2 separate regions of the Mus musculus genome follow, and region 1 is linked to region 2. Evidence: chromatin contacts called from public Hi-C data. All regions are on one chromosome and are shown on one strand. Each heading gives the region's core, a stretch centred on a gene start, on an enhancer-like site or on the middle of the called end of the contact. The rest is flanking DNA. Distances are from core to core; before and after follow the strand shown. Region 1 has its middle 220 kb from the start of Gm24638. Region 2 has its middle 17 kb from the start of Gm24638.

Region 1 (5,917 bases), core at 73-2,572, 200 kb before region 2:
TTAATTTTACTTTAGATTTTAAAAATTGAGGAGTATGTTGAGGTATGGTAAAGATGGGAGGTAGAGGTGATTCTTTGGTGTTTCGTAGGGCAGAGTTAGCGATGAAAAGCAGGTTAGACTTGGGTATTTGGGAGCAGGGTTTGGGGGGTGTTGGGAGAGAAGAAGATAGGCAGATAGAGGCAAAGAGCTTCATGGAGAAGATGAAGCTACAGGGGATTCTGACAAGGACAGAGGACATTTGAAAGATGAAGGCAGTGGAGAAGGCCCTGGGCAAGTCCCCACTCAGGGCCAGGCAGTGGTGAGGCTCATGGGAAGAGGGTCACTGCACCACCTTAGCAGGAGGTGGAGGGAGCCCCTGGATGCCTGGCTGCGGATGCTTAGATTTTACCTTTGAAACAAGAGGGAGGAGTGAAGCAAGCAGAGGCCACAGAAGGAAAGGCAGGAGGGAATGAACTCATATGCATGTGACAAAGAGAAGTAAAACCTGGAAGACACCCGCCCATGCACTGGTCTGTCATTCTTAGAGCCAAGCTCTCACAGGGACGTTGAGGGCTCCACATGGCTGCTCTGGTCCAGGGATTAGGAGATGAACACATACCCTCAATCCCTCATCCAGATGCAGTTGGAGGAGGAGCCACAGAATTCACCGGGACCTCACATCCTTCCTGCCTGTGGTTGCTTCATCCCTGCTTTCCTGGGGCCAACCTGCAGGACCAGCTGAAGTTGCTTCCCTGCTCTGTGGCCTGGCTTCCCACTGCGATGATGCTGCCGCCTGCATTCATGAAGAGAGTCAGTGGCATCTCTTCAGGTCCTGCTGCTGTGTCCTTGAGCCTCCCGCAGCTCTAGCTCTTGGCTTGCCTTTCTGCAATCTGCCATGTGTAACAGCAACCCAGCAGCTGCCACCTCCCCACAGCTCTTCAGCCTCACATGGGATACCTCTCTAGGGCCAGCAGACAGGACTCAGAGCTGTTTGGAAAGGACCTGTGCACTGCCATGGGAGTGACTGTGTGCACCCTTGACCTCCAGGAGCCCCTGGCCCCTCAGATATTGCCAGGTAAATCCCATGCCACAAACTCAGGTAAACAAAGAGAATCTAATTTTTATGTTTCTAAAATAGCATTAGCACAGCTAATAGCATTAGTTTCTAAAATAGCTAATAGCATTAGCATTTTGAGATAGAAACAATCTTTGCCACTCCTCAGCAGGGCTCTAAGATAGCCTTAAATGGTGGCAGTGGGAAAAGTCTTCCTGTATCCTTGCTGGTGTTGGCTAATATCCACAAGGCCATCTGGTCTGGTACATGCAGATGGCTTCAGTCAATCCTCATTCCTGGCCTCAGGCCTCTTTGGTTCTAACGATGCTCTCAGCTTGTGCCCTGACCCTCTGAACACTAGACCGTACCAGGCTAAGAGATGCTCAGAAATCAGGTTCCTGCAGAAACCAGAAGCCATTTCTCCTAGGGAATCTGCCTGCCTCAACAAAACCCAGCCCAGCTATGGGGAACACCTTCTTTTTGCCTTGGATTGTCCTAATCTACCTTCCTGGGTGGAGATGCCAGAGTTCCATCTTTAAGCTACTCCTTTCTGGAGACCTGAGAAGCAGAGAGTGAACTAAAGTCAGGCCTGTAAGAGGTTTGTTGAAGTGGAGATACAATGGGACAAAAGCCTCGGGCAGCTGTGAAGATTTAATAAACTCTCCTCCAACTCATTCTGAAACTGCAAACCAACAGCTGTTCACAGGAAGAGTCCTACAAAGCGCACAAGAGCCGAGTCCCGGGACTCCAGTGGTGTTCCATCTGTGTTGGTGAGAGCTACCTAGAAATACAGGAGCCTGGGCACACCACTAGCTGTTGCCACAGACTATGGACCAACTGCACTTCCCCCGGCTGGATGGCAGGTTCTTTCTAGAAAAGGGAGGCCTGCAGCCTTCACAACCACACAGAGCCCTGCACACCTGCACACTCTTCACCCTTCCCTTGAGTTCCCACCCAACTCTTGATGGGATTTGCAGCAGGTCTGGCTTGTTTTCAATAGCTCCACCATGTCCTAAGTTCCTTCCAGACTCCTGGGAACTACACCTTTGAAATCCTATGTAATGTAGATCTTGTTTCTTTGTGTGTGTGTGTGTGTGTGTGTGTGTGTGTGTTATGAAACATCCACATTAGGAAATAACCTCATACCCGCCTTTACTGGCTGGGAAACGGGCCAGTCAGAGGGCCAGGGAACATCTCTGGCTCATTCTTCAGATATTACATCATCATTCGCCTTCATCATTCGCCTAGTAAATCTTTGTATCCCACAAGAGAAACATTACATGATATCCTTGTGACATCACCCTGCCAACTACCTTCATCCCTTCCAAGAAGGTGGACACTCTCCATCTCAGCCTTGGTCAGTGTTTGCCTCTGAGGTTGGACAGCCAGGTGTCTCTAAAGAGTGAGTGGTAGGATGGGGCATAGTGACTCTCTCCATCTTCCGGGCCGAGGTGCAGGGTTCCTCCAGCATGCTTTCTATTCTCCCAACACTGGCTTCTTCTGTGGGTGATCAGTAAGTAAGAAATGTTTTACAAAGTGCTTACCAAGGGCCAGGGACAACCTGAAGCTTCACAGCCACCCTATGAAATTAGTGCTACCGCTAACCCTGCTTGGAAGAAAGTTTTTTGTTTTTGTTTTTGTGTTTTGTTTTGTTTTGTTTTGTTTGCATTTTAGGTCTTTTCTTTTCTTTTTTTTTTTATTACGTATTTTCCTCAATTCCAATTCCAATGCTATCCCAAAAGTCCCCCATACCCTCCCCCCCCACTCCCCTACCCACCCACTCCCACTTTTTGGCCCTAGAGTTCCCCTGTACTGGGGCATATAAAGTTTGCGTGTCCAATGGGCCTCTCTTTCCAGTGATGGCTGACTAGGCCATCTTTTGATACATATGCAGCTAGAATCAAGAGCTCCGGGGTACTGGTTAGTTCATAATGTTGTTGCACCTACAGGGTTGCAGATCTCTTTAGCTCCTTGGATACTTTCTCTAGCTCCTCCATTGGGTTGCCCTGTGATCCATCCAATAGCTGACTGTGAGCATCCACTTATGTACATGGAGAAGTCAGGCCCCTTTCCTGAAGGCACACAGCCACTAAGGAGAAAAACCAAGACTCAAAGCCAGCATCTCTACCAAATCCGTGGGTCTAGAGTGACAAAACCTAAGCTGCCTCACTTCCAGGGACTTAACAAAGAGGGCCTGGAGAAATGACTTAGCACCTCGGAGCACTACTGCTCTGATAGGGACCACATCAGGCAGCTAACAAGGACTTGTAACTGTGGTTTCATTGGTCCTAATGCCCTCTTCTGGCCTCTGAGGGCATTGCATGCATGTGGCACACATTCATACAGAGAGAGAGAGAGAAAGAGAGAGAGAGAGAGAGAGAGAGAGAGAGAGAGAGAGAACGAGAAGAGGGAAATGGGTATCATGGGAGTAAAGGAGACTGACCACAATGCATAGATACTAGACAGGCAGAACACTAAGTACAGAAAAAAAAGCATAGCTCTAGAAACTTGGGAGAGACACCCCTCAATTTGCATCTGTAGCAATGGGGTCCTAACTAAAGGCTGCATCTGGTACCTGGGAAGCCTGGATGCAGGTGCAGGCATCTGACCTTATACCAAGGCCCCATTGTCATCAGCAGAGGCAAGCCTGGCTCTCAGTTCATTCCTTAGAATGCAGGGCTAGCCCTGCCTTAGTGGCATCTGTCCTAGGCACAGCTGTGAGGTTTGGACAGCCCTCTAAGCACAATAAAGTAGCACGTTCTTCTCAGTGGGGTTGTGGCACATCTGTCCAGGAAAAGGCGGAGAGCTATTCAGCACTTCTGAGAGGTTGTTTATAGAATTGGCTTTCCAAGTGGCTCATCCCGCACTTGGGAACATTACCCTCCAAAGAAAGTGATTTATTCCTCCAGCAAATATTTACTGAGTACTTGGTATGTGTGAAGTACTCAGAACACTCTGGAGTATAGAGGACAAGCTGTCATGCGAGAGGCGTGTGTGGCCTCGCATGGGGAATCATCACAATAAAGAAGAGCTGGTGTAGCCTGTGCACTTACAAGATGACCACAGTCACTAACATTTGAGAGTTTACACAGTAGCCACGCCACTGGGTTGTGTTCAGACATCATTAGGATGAATCTGTGTAGCCCTCGCCACAGCTCCGTTAGGCAACAGCAGGAGCACTCCCCTGCACTGTGATACACAGCCACCAAAACTGAGCTGTGCACGGTGTTTTCTTAGTACATGGTTTTCACCAAGGTACACACGCTGTGGACCTAGACAGAGCCCTTGGCATAGCCCACTGGTTTCCCACTTCTCCTACTGTGTCCTTGCTCTCTCAAGAATCCCTTTGCTGCTTAAACCACTAGACAGTCCCCTCCTGGCACATTCCCCATCCTCTGGGTGATGCCCTAGGTCTGGCTGGGAACTGAGACACCTCCATCTGCCGTATTCCTGGCAAGACCAGATGGCTATAGCTTTGGCCAACCAAGACCAAAGCCTTTGTGGCCCACTTTCTCCTTCCTGACCCAACGTAGCTGGTCTATGCCAGGCTATAGACTGGCTACAGGCTGCAGGATCACACTCAGGAAGGAAAGCCCTTTCTCTACCCTCTTCCATGCACACACACACACACACACACACACACAGAGAGAGAGAGAGAGAGAGAGAGAGAGAGAGAGAGAGAGAGAAAGAGAGAGAAACAGAGACAGAGAGATAAAGATAGAGAGAGACAGAGACAGAGAGAGAGAAGCTACCTTGCCGATACCTGAATTTGAACCAACCACTATCCTCAGACTCCAGTTCCAGCACCTTATTGGTCTGTGTCCTAGGTGAAGAACATACACTCTCCAGCCTTGCCCTTCCTATTGTGAATATGGGATCAAGTTCTGCCTCACAAAGCTATCTCAAACCTCGAACATGCATCCTATGAAGTACTATGAGAACCGGAGGGTACTACTGTACACATATGATATTCACATAGCTATTTTATTGCATGTATAATTATATATTGAGACATTAGAGTTTTAGGTTCCTACATGAAATCTAAAGCCAAGATGGCCAGGAATCAAGTTCTAGCTTTGCCTCTTACTAGGTATGTGTGACCTTGGGCAAATTAATTAGCCTCTCTGTGCCCCAATTCAGTTTCCTCTTCTATAGTTTTCCAAGAAGATTAAACAGCTTAATCCACTTAAAGCATTTAAATGGTGCCAGTCACAGTCAGCATCCCATAAAAATGCCAGACATGACTAGTAGCAGATTCAAAAGATTAGCATATTATAATATAACCATAGTAACAAATGCTTGGGAGTTTACAGAGTGTGTACATGTTTATTTTAAAAATTTTTTGTTTGGTTGGCATTTAGGGGGACTGCAGGGTCTCACTACAGATCCCGGGGCAGTCTTGAATTCACTGTCTTCTGCATCTGCCTCCAGGGTGCTGGGATTACAGGTGTGCACTGCCGTGCCCAGCCTTTCGCAAGTGTTTGCTGACATACCAGATCACCAGATCACTATCTTCTTAGGAAAATAATAGAAGAGAGGATGCTCAGGCTGGGAATTTGACAGAGGAATAAGACTGGCTAGATACAAGAAGTTGGAGGAAAAGGCAGGTGAACAATGGAGTTGGGAGTGGGGTGGGGTGGGGCGGGGGGTTGGAGGGCTTTGCACAAGGCCTTCAGTAGCTCCAGCTGTTGGACCTGGTTCCAGCAAAGCTCCGTGGAACCATAATTCCAAAACAGAATTGTTCAGAAGCTTTTTTTTTCTTTTTCTTTTTTTTTTAAATTAGGTATTTTCCTCGTTTACATTTTCAATGCTATCCCAAAAGTCCCCCATACCCACCCCCCCAATCCCCTACCCACCCACTCCCCCTTTTTGGCCCTGGGGTTC
Region 2 (5,557 bases), core at 293-2,792:
AAAAATAAAATATCAAGTCCTTAACCACGCTTCAGTCACTGGACTCTGGTCTTTCTAAATGCCGTTCCTCGAGATTGTTTGATATGGGCTTTCTCTGTCGGTCATTCAACCTTCTTCATGGCTCAATGAGGGCCAGAATTCACCTGTGTTGTGCCTGGTGTTTTCCCATACCTGGCAAAGATAACTGTTTGTGGAGCAGACAAATTGCTTGCATAAGAGGAGACAGTCAAGCAAACAAACAAACAATAAAGCACAACATGAACAGTTGTTTTTATTTTCTAAGGCAAATATAAAGTTCTTTGGGAGGGTACCAAATGTCCAAGGGCAAGGCCCTGTGAAAATAGGACTGAGGTCTGGGAAGAAACAGCTCAACCACAGATCTTTAGGGCCACAGGACTAGCTACAATGTTCCTGTGTAGGTAGCAATGCTAAACACCAGCTGGAGGGCCAATGACTTGACTCCAGAGATAAGGATGCATGCTGTCAAGATCAGTATCAGCACTCGTACTGCATATAGGAAGGGGAGGAAGAAGAGGAGGAGGAAGCAGGAGAGAAGGAGGAGGAAGAGAAAGAGGAGGAAGAGGAAGAGGGGGAAGAGAAAGAGGAGGAATAGGAAGAGGAGGAAGAGGAAAAGGAAGGAGAGAAGGAGGGAGAGGAGGAAGAGGAGGGAGAGGAAGGAGAGAAGAGGAGGAAGAGGAGAAAGAGGAAGAGGGGAACATAAATCAAAAGGAATGAGAAAGTAAACTGGAGAAAACATTTTTTAAAAGAACAAAGAAATGGGAAAGAGGCATGGCACGGCTTGGCTTTCCAAATGTGACAGGCTGTAGAGTTGTCCAGGGTCACGCCTGGAGAGGCTCTCCTGAGAGGTGCTGGAGAGGGGGAAGGCCTCTGTCCCAGCTTCTAGTTATCACCCTCCTTCAGGCTTCCTTCAAAAGCACCCTGCTACCACAAACCTAAAATACCACTTCTCTATGAGGTGGGCTTGATGGTCAAAAGCTTCTTTGGAGTCCTCTCCACCCGGAAACAGGATCTCAAGTGATGCTGTTGGTCTTGTCCGACTCTGAGGAAGGGCATGGAAGGATTCGGAGGCCCAACAATTTACTGGCTGGTCTTCTGATTCAAGGGATTCTGCACTTCAAATTGCTTCAGTCCAAACTCTTTATGATTTTTCTGGGCTACTGGGAGGAGAGCGTATTGATTCTGTGTTTTGATAAGGTCAGCAATGATCAACTCTGACAGTCGGGTGGATGGTCTGTCCCCTTCCCCCTCCACTGGATATGGCTGCACATGCAGAAAAGGAGAGAGGGAAACAAAGGCGGTGGGGGGAGGAGTAGGCAATACCTTTTGTCTCCATGGTTCTGAAAACCTCTTTAAGCCCCATCAGCAAAAGTGGGCTCATCTGGGACTGCAGCCGAGGAGAAGCGTAAGGGCACACTTGATCTTTTCCGCGTGCGGGTTTCATTTCCCTTTCCCCTTGTGTGTTCCTGCCCTGCAGCTTACTCTCCTGATGGTGACTCATTTTCCTCCAAAGAACCAATTAAGTTCTTCGTAACATCAGCAGACTCGCGATGACACTGATTAACGTTCAGAACCTGTAGGACTGTCGAGATGGGGATGACGAGGAAAGCACAGAGAAGGCCCCTCTGAGGCTTCCCGCAGTTGATTTGAGCTTGATGAGAAAAGTGCTCAGATTTTTCTCGCTTAGCTATAGCCCAGGAGGGGATGCTGCCTGGAGCTGCCTCCCCAGAAAGAGACTGCCTCTCCCCGAGAATGCCAGGCAGTTTCCCAAAGCTGTTCTATCAGTCATGGGCTCACTCCCTGGAGGCTGTCAGGATTTGGATAGGAAGAGTCATCCCAGCCCTCAAGAGACTGGCCTGTTGACGATTTGATCCCCAGCTAGCGGTACTATTGGATGAAGAAGGCACTGACGTCATCATCGGGTTGAGCACTGACAAGTTTATGTTGAATGGGCTCTTGGGAGATGGGGCCCTATTAGAAGTAAGTCAGCGAGCATGCCTTTGAAGAATATGTTGTATGCCTGCCTTCAGCACAGAGCTTGAAAGATCACTGCGCTGAACTGCATCAAGCAGGAAGAGGAAGCATACCAAGGGTGTCCTTGGGACCCCTTCCTCTGATGCGCTCTTCCACATTTCTGCTCTAACACCGGCTTGAAAGCAATGGCGCATGGGCATTCCTTTTACCTTATTTATGTTGGATACTTTGTAACAGCAAAGAGAGGCTGATTAACACAGAGACCTCCCAGAAGATAGATAAATGTTGCCAAGTTTCTCTAGAAAGAAAACCTAGAACTTCCATCACATTCACCTTATGACTCGTACATAACCTAAGGGGAGTTATGAGTGTTCCACACAATCTTTTCAAAAGCCCCTTGGGGAAAATCAGTTTTCGGCAATGAATCCTCACTGAGTCTATTAACCTCATTATAGGGCAGGCCTGGTGCCAACACAATAAACTCAATGGTAATCTTGTAAATGTTTTGTTTCGTTTTGTTTTGTTTTGGCATTTTTGCCTTACTGGTCTTTTGATTGTTTTGGTTTTCATTTTTTGTGGTTTGTGGGGGTTTTATTGTTTCTTGGTTGTGTGTGTGTGTGTGTGTGTGTGTGTGTGTGTGTGTGTGTGTGTGTGTCTGTGTGTCTGTGTGTCTGTGTGTCTGTGTGTGTGTCTGTGTCTGTGTGTGTGTGTGTGTCTGTGTGTGTCTGTGTGTGTGTGTCTGTGTGTGTGTGTCTGTGTGTGTGTCTGTGTGTGTGCCTGTGTCTGTGTGTGTGTCTGTGTGTGTGTCTGTGTCTGTGTCTGTGTGTGTCTGTGTGTGTCTGTGTGTGTGTCTGTGTGTGTGTGTCTGTGTCTGTGTGTGTGTCTGTGTGTGTCTGTGTGTATGTGTGTGTGTCTGTGTGTATGTGTGTGTGTGTGTCTGTGTGTGTGTGTGTGTGTGTGTCTGTGTCTGTGTGTGTGTCTGTGTGTGTCTGTGTGTATGTGTGTGTGTGTGTGTGTGTCTGTGTCTGTGTGTGTGTGTGTCTGTGTGTGTCTGTGTGTGTGTGTGTGTGTGTGTCTGTGTGTGTGTGTCTGTGTGTGTGTGTGGTGCGCACGCCTGCATGAGTGTATGTGTTGCGTTGTTTCTCCTGAATTTGTTTTTGTTTTTGTTTTGTTTTGTTTTGAGAAAATGATTATAAAATTAAGTAGATAAGGAGGTGGGGAGAGTCTGGGAGAAATTGGGGCAGGAGGAAAAACATAACCAAAATACATTGTATGAAAAAAAAATTGAAGCCCCTTGCAATTCCTCAAGGATCCCAAATCACCTCCCATCTGGCAATTCCACTGAAGGTAACCTGAGACCCCAAGGCCTAGGAAAAAGACTAACGTCTTAAACAAATATATGTGACTTAGCCTAATGTTCCAGTGATCTGAAAACCTAGAAGACACCAAGCTGCCTGCCTAGCTATTTAATGGGCCTGCTAACCGATGAAAAGGGACATTAGTACCCACATCACAAGAAGCAAGTGTCCCTGTGTGGATGTCAGTTAGACACCAGCTGTATAACTCTGCTCAGATCCAAGTGTCATTGGATCTGAACCAGCCACAATGTATTCAAAGCCAATGACGGGCTTAGTTGAAAGGGCTCAAATCACACCATTAACCACAACAGATATCAAAGCTACCTCTGAGTGGAAGCCTAACTGCAGTGAAGAGTACTTCAGGCACAGAGTCTCATGGAACACACAGTCCTTCAGAGGACCTACATCTCCATCATTACAGATGAGTTTGATTTACACACCAGTAGAAAGGCAGCATAACTAAGGGCTCTCACAGACTAGTGAATCGGGTTTGATGAGCCCTCATTTACAAATGGTAGGAAAATCTCTGGCCTCCCTCTTTTAATGGTTTTCTTCTCTGAAAGATTGGTCTTATCGCCTTGAGTACTTGGATATCCTCCTCGTTGGCATGGATGGATAGATAGATAGATAGATAGATAGATAGATAGATAGATAGATAGATATAGATTCATTCTGCTCATCATGGTAATTCTGACAATATTGTTCTGATGCTTGTCAATGGTACTCATACTACCTTCTCTGACTCTGTGGTCATCCTGGCCCCTCTCCTCCTCCTAGCCTCCTAGAGCTTAGTCCCCTCAACCTCCAAACTATATCATAGAGTTGCCTGTACCACACACACAAAAAAAAAGCCACCATCTATTATAAAGAGTCCAGGCAAAATAGCGCTGCTTGAGCCCACTTGCCAACATTGCCAAACCTCAGCCCTTCTGAGTGGGAACCACCGAGATCTCCTCATTGTTCTGGCTGAAGCCTAATGTGGAGAAACCCAGGCTTTGAGAATTGGAAGCCTGCCCTTAACATCAGAGACTAGAACAGATCAAATGATCTGAGACTGAATCAAGGGACTGGAAAGCTAAAACCTTAACCTCAATTTCAGGATCACTTGGCCTGTCTGTCTGTCGGTCAGTCTATCTGTCCATTTGAATAACCTTGACTTATTATCAAAGTCCCTGATTAAAAAAATAAATAAATAAAAAATAAAACAGGAAAACTGGAACTGCAAAGAAGTCTTTATCTATGATATATTCACTTGAACTTCCTGACTGCTGGCTATTCCAGGAAGGCTATAACTTAGCCCTACATAATACCTCAGGCCTGACAAGCTCTCAGTGGATATGGGAAGGGGAGGGGGAGAGAAAGGAAGGGAAGGGAGAGAGAATGAGAGGGGAGGGGAGGGAAGGAAAGAGAAAGGGAGAGAAGGAAAGGAGGGGGGCATGGCTCTTTCACAATGTATTCCAAGCTGTTCTGATTAAAAGAGAACCACTATCAGTGCCTCTTTGTCCCCAGCAGAATAAAATCAAGCCAAGAATCATGTAGAATTATCAGGCGATCTACACTGATGGCCTCCCCTAAGCCTTGGGTATGCTCAGGTCCTCTAACCAGCCCAAGTTTCCCAGTACCTGGCACCCACACCCACCCTCCCAAACCCTTCTCCTCCTCTCATTCCTGCCCACAGCCAGTGCTGTCAAAAGCATTTCCAGGGGGCTGCTGCCTGTACCCAGAAGTCTCAGCGCAAGCTCAGGTACCGAAACAGCTCATCTCAAGACCCCTTGGGTGTGTGAACACCTCCTCATTGACCTTAGCCACCAGTAACCTGTCAAATAGTTATTTAGCAAATATCTTCCAGGCCCCCCAAATTAGACAAAGAACCAGAAATTAGCCAACAGGCACAAACATCACACTTGTGGGCCCCAGCTTCATTACTTTAAAATAGCAACTCCAGGCAGAACAGTCTGTGAGGTACAGCAGGTTAGGAAAGCCAGAGGATCAGCACGTCCGTTCCAAGTGGGCTCATTGGGGTAACGGATCCAGAGACTAAAAACATTTCTCTATCCGTTTACTGTTCAGCTTGTATTTAAAGGGAAAGCCCCCACATGGAATAGAGAGTGCTTGGGTTGTTTTAAGGGAATCTTCCTTTCTGTGACACCACGAGCCTGCTCTCCATTTTTCCAAGCTCCAGAGAGAAACTCCGCTTGCCAACACTT

What was found. A called contact is a pair of places that touch in the nucleus more often than the background predicts.
Region 1: a Hi-C map of the N1E-115 cell line shows a contact between it and region 2, with 1.9 times the contacts expected there. The contact joins two enhancer-like sites. A contact is called at or near these places in 4 of 484 Hi-C or Micro-C datasets (the N1E-115 cell line, adipose-derived mesenchymal stem cells, cerebellar granule neurons and 1 more).

Annotation. Positions count from the first base shown.
Region 1 is chr9:101,609,071-101,614,987 of GRCm38.p6, reverse strand. No RefSeq gene overlaps it. Among named protein-coding and RNA genes, the nearest start is that of Gm24638, 220 kb to the right of the region's middle. Within about 2 kb of position 1,322, at least 7 of the 459 cell types and tissues checked have an H3K27ac peak or open chromatin away from gene starts, as enhancers often do. A contact at or near this core is called in the N1E-115 cell line, where this site is marked.
Region 2 is chr9:101,407,421-101,412,977 of GRCm38.p6, reverse strand. No RefSeq gene overlaps it. Among named protein-coding and RNA genes, the nearest start is that of Gm24638, 17 kb to the right of the region's middle. Within about 2 kb of position 1,542, at least 11 of the 459 cell types and tissues checked have an H3K27ac peak or open chromatin away from gene starts, as enhancers often do. A contact at or near this core is called in the N1E-115 cell line, where this site is marked.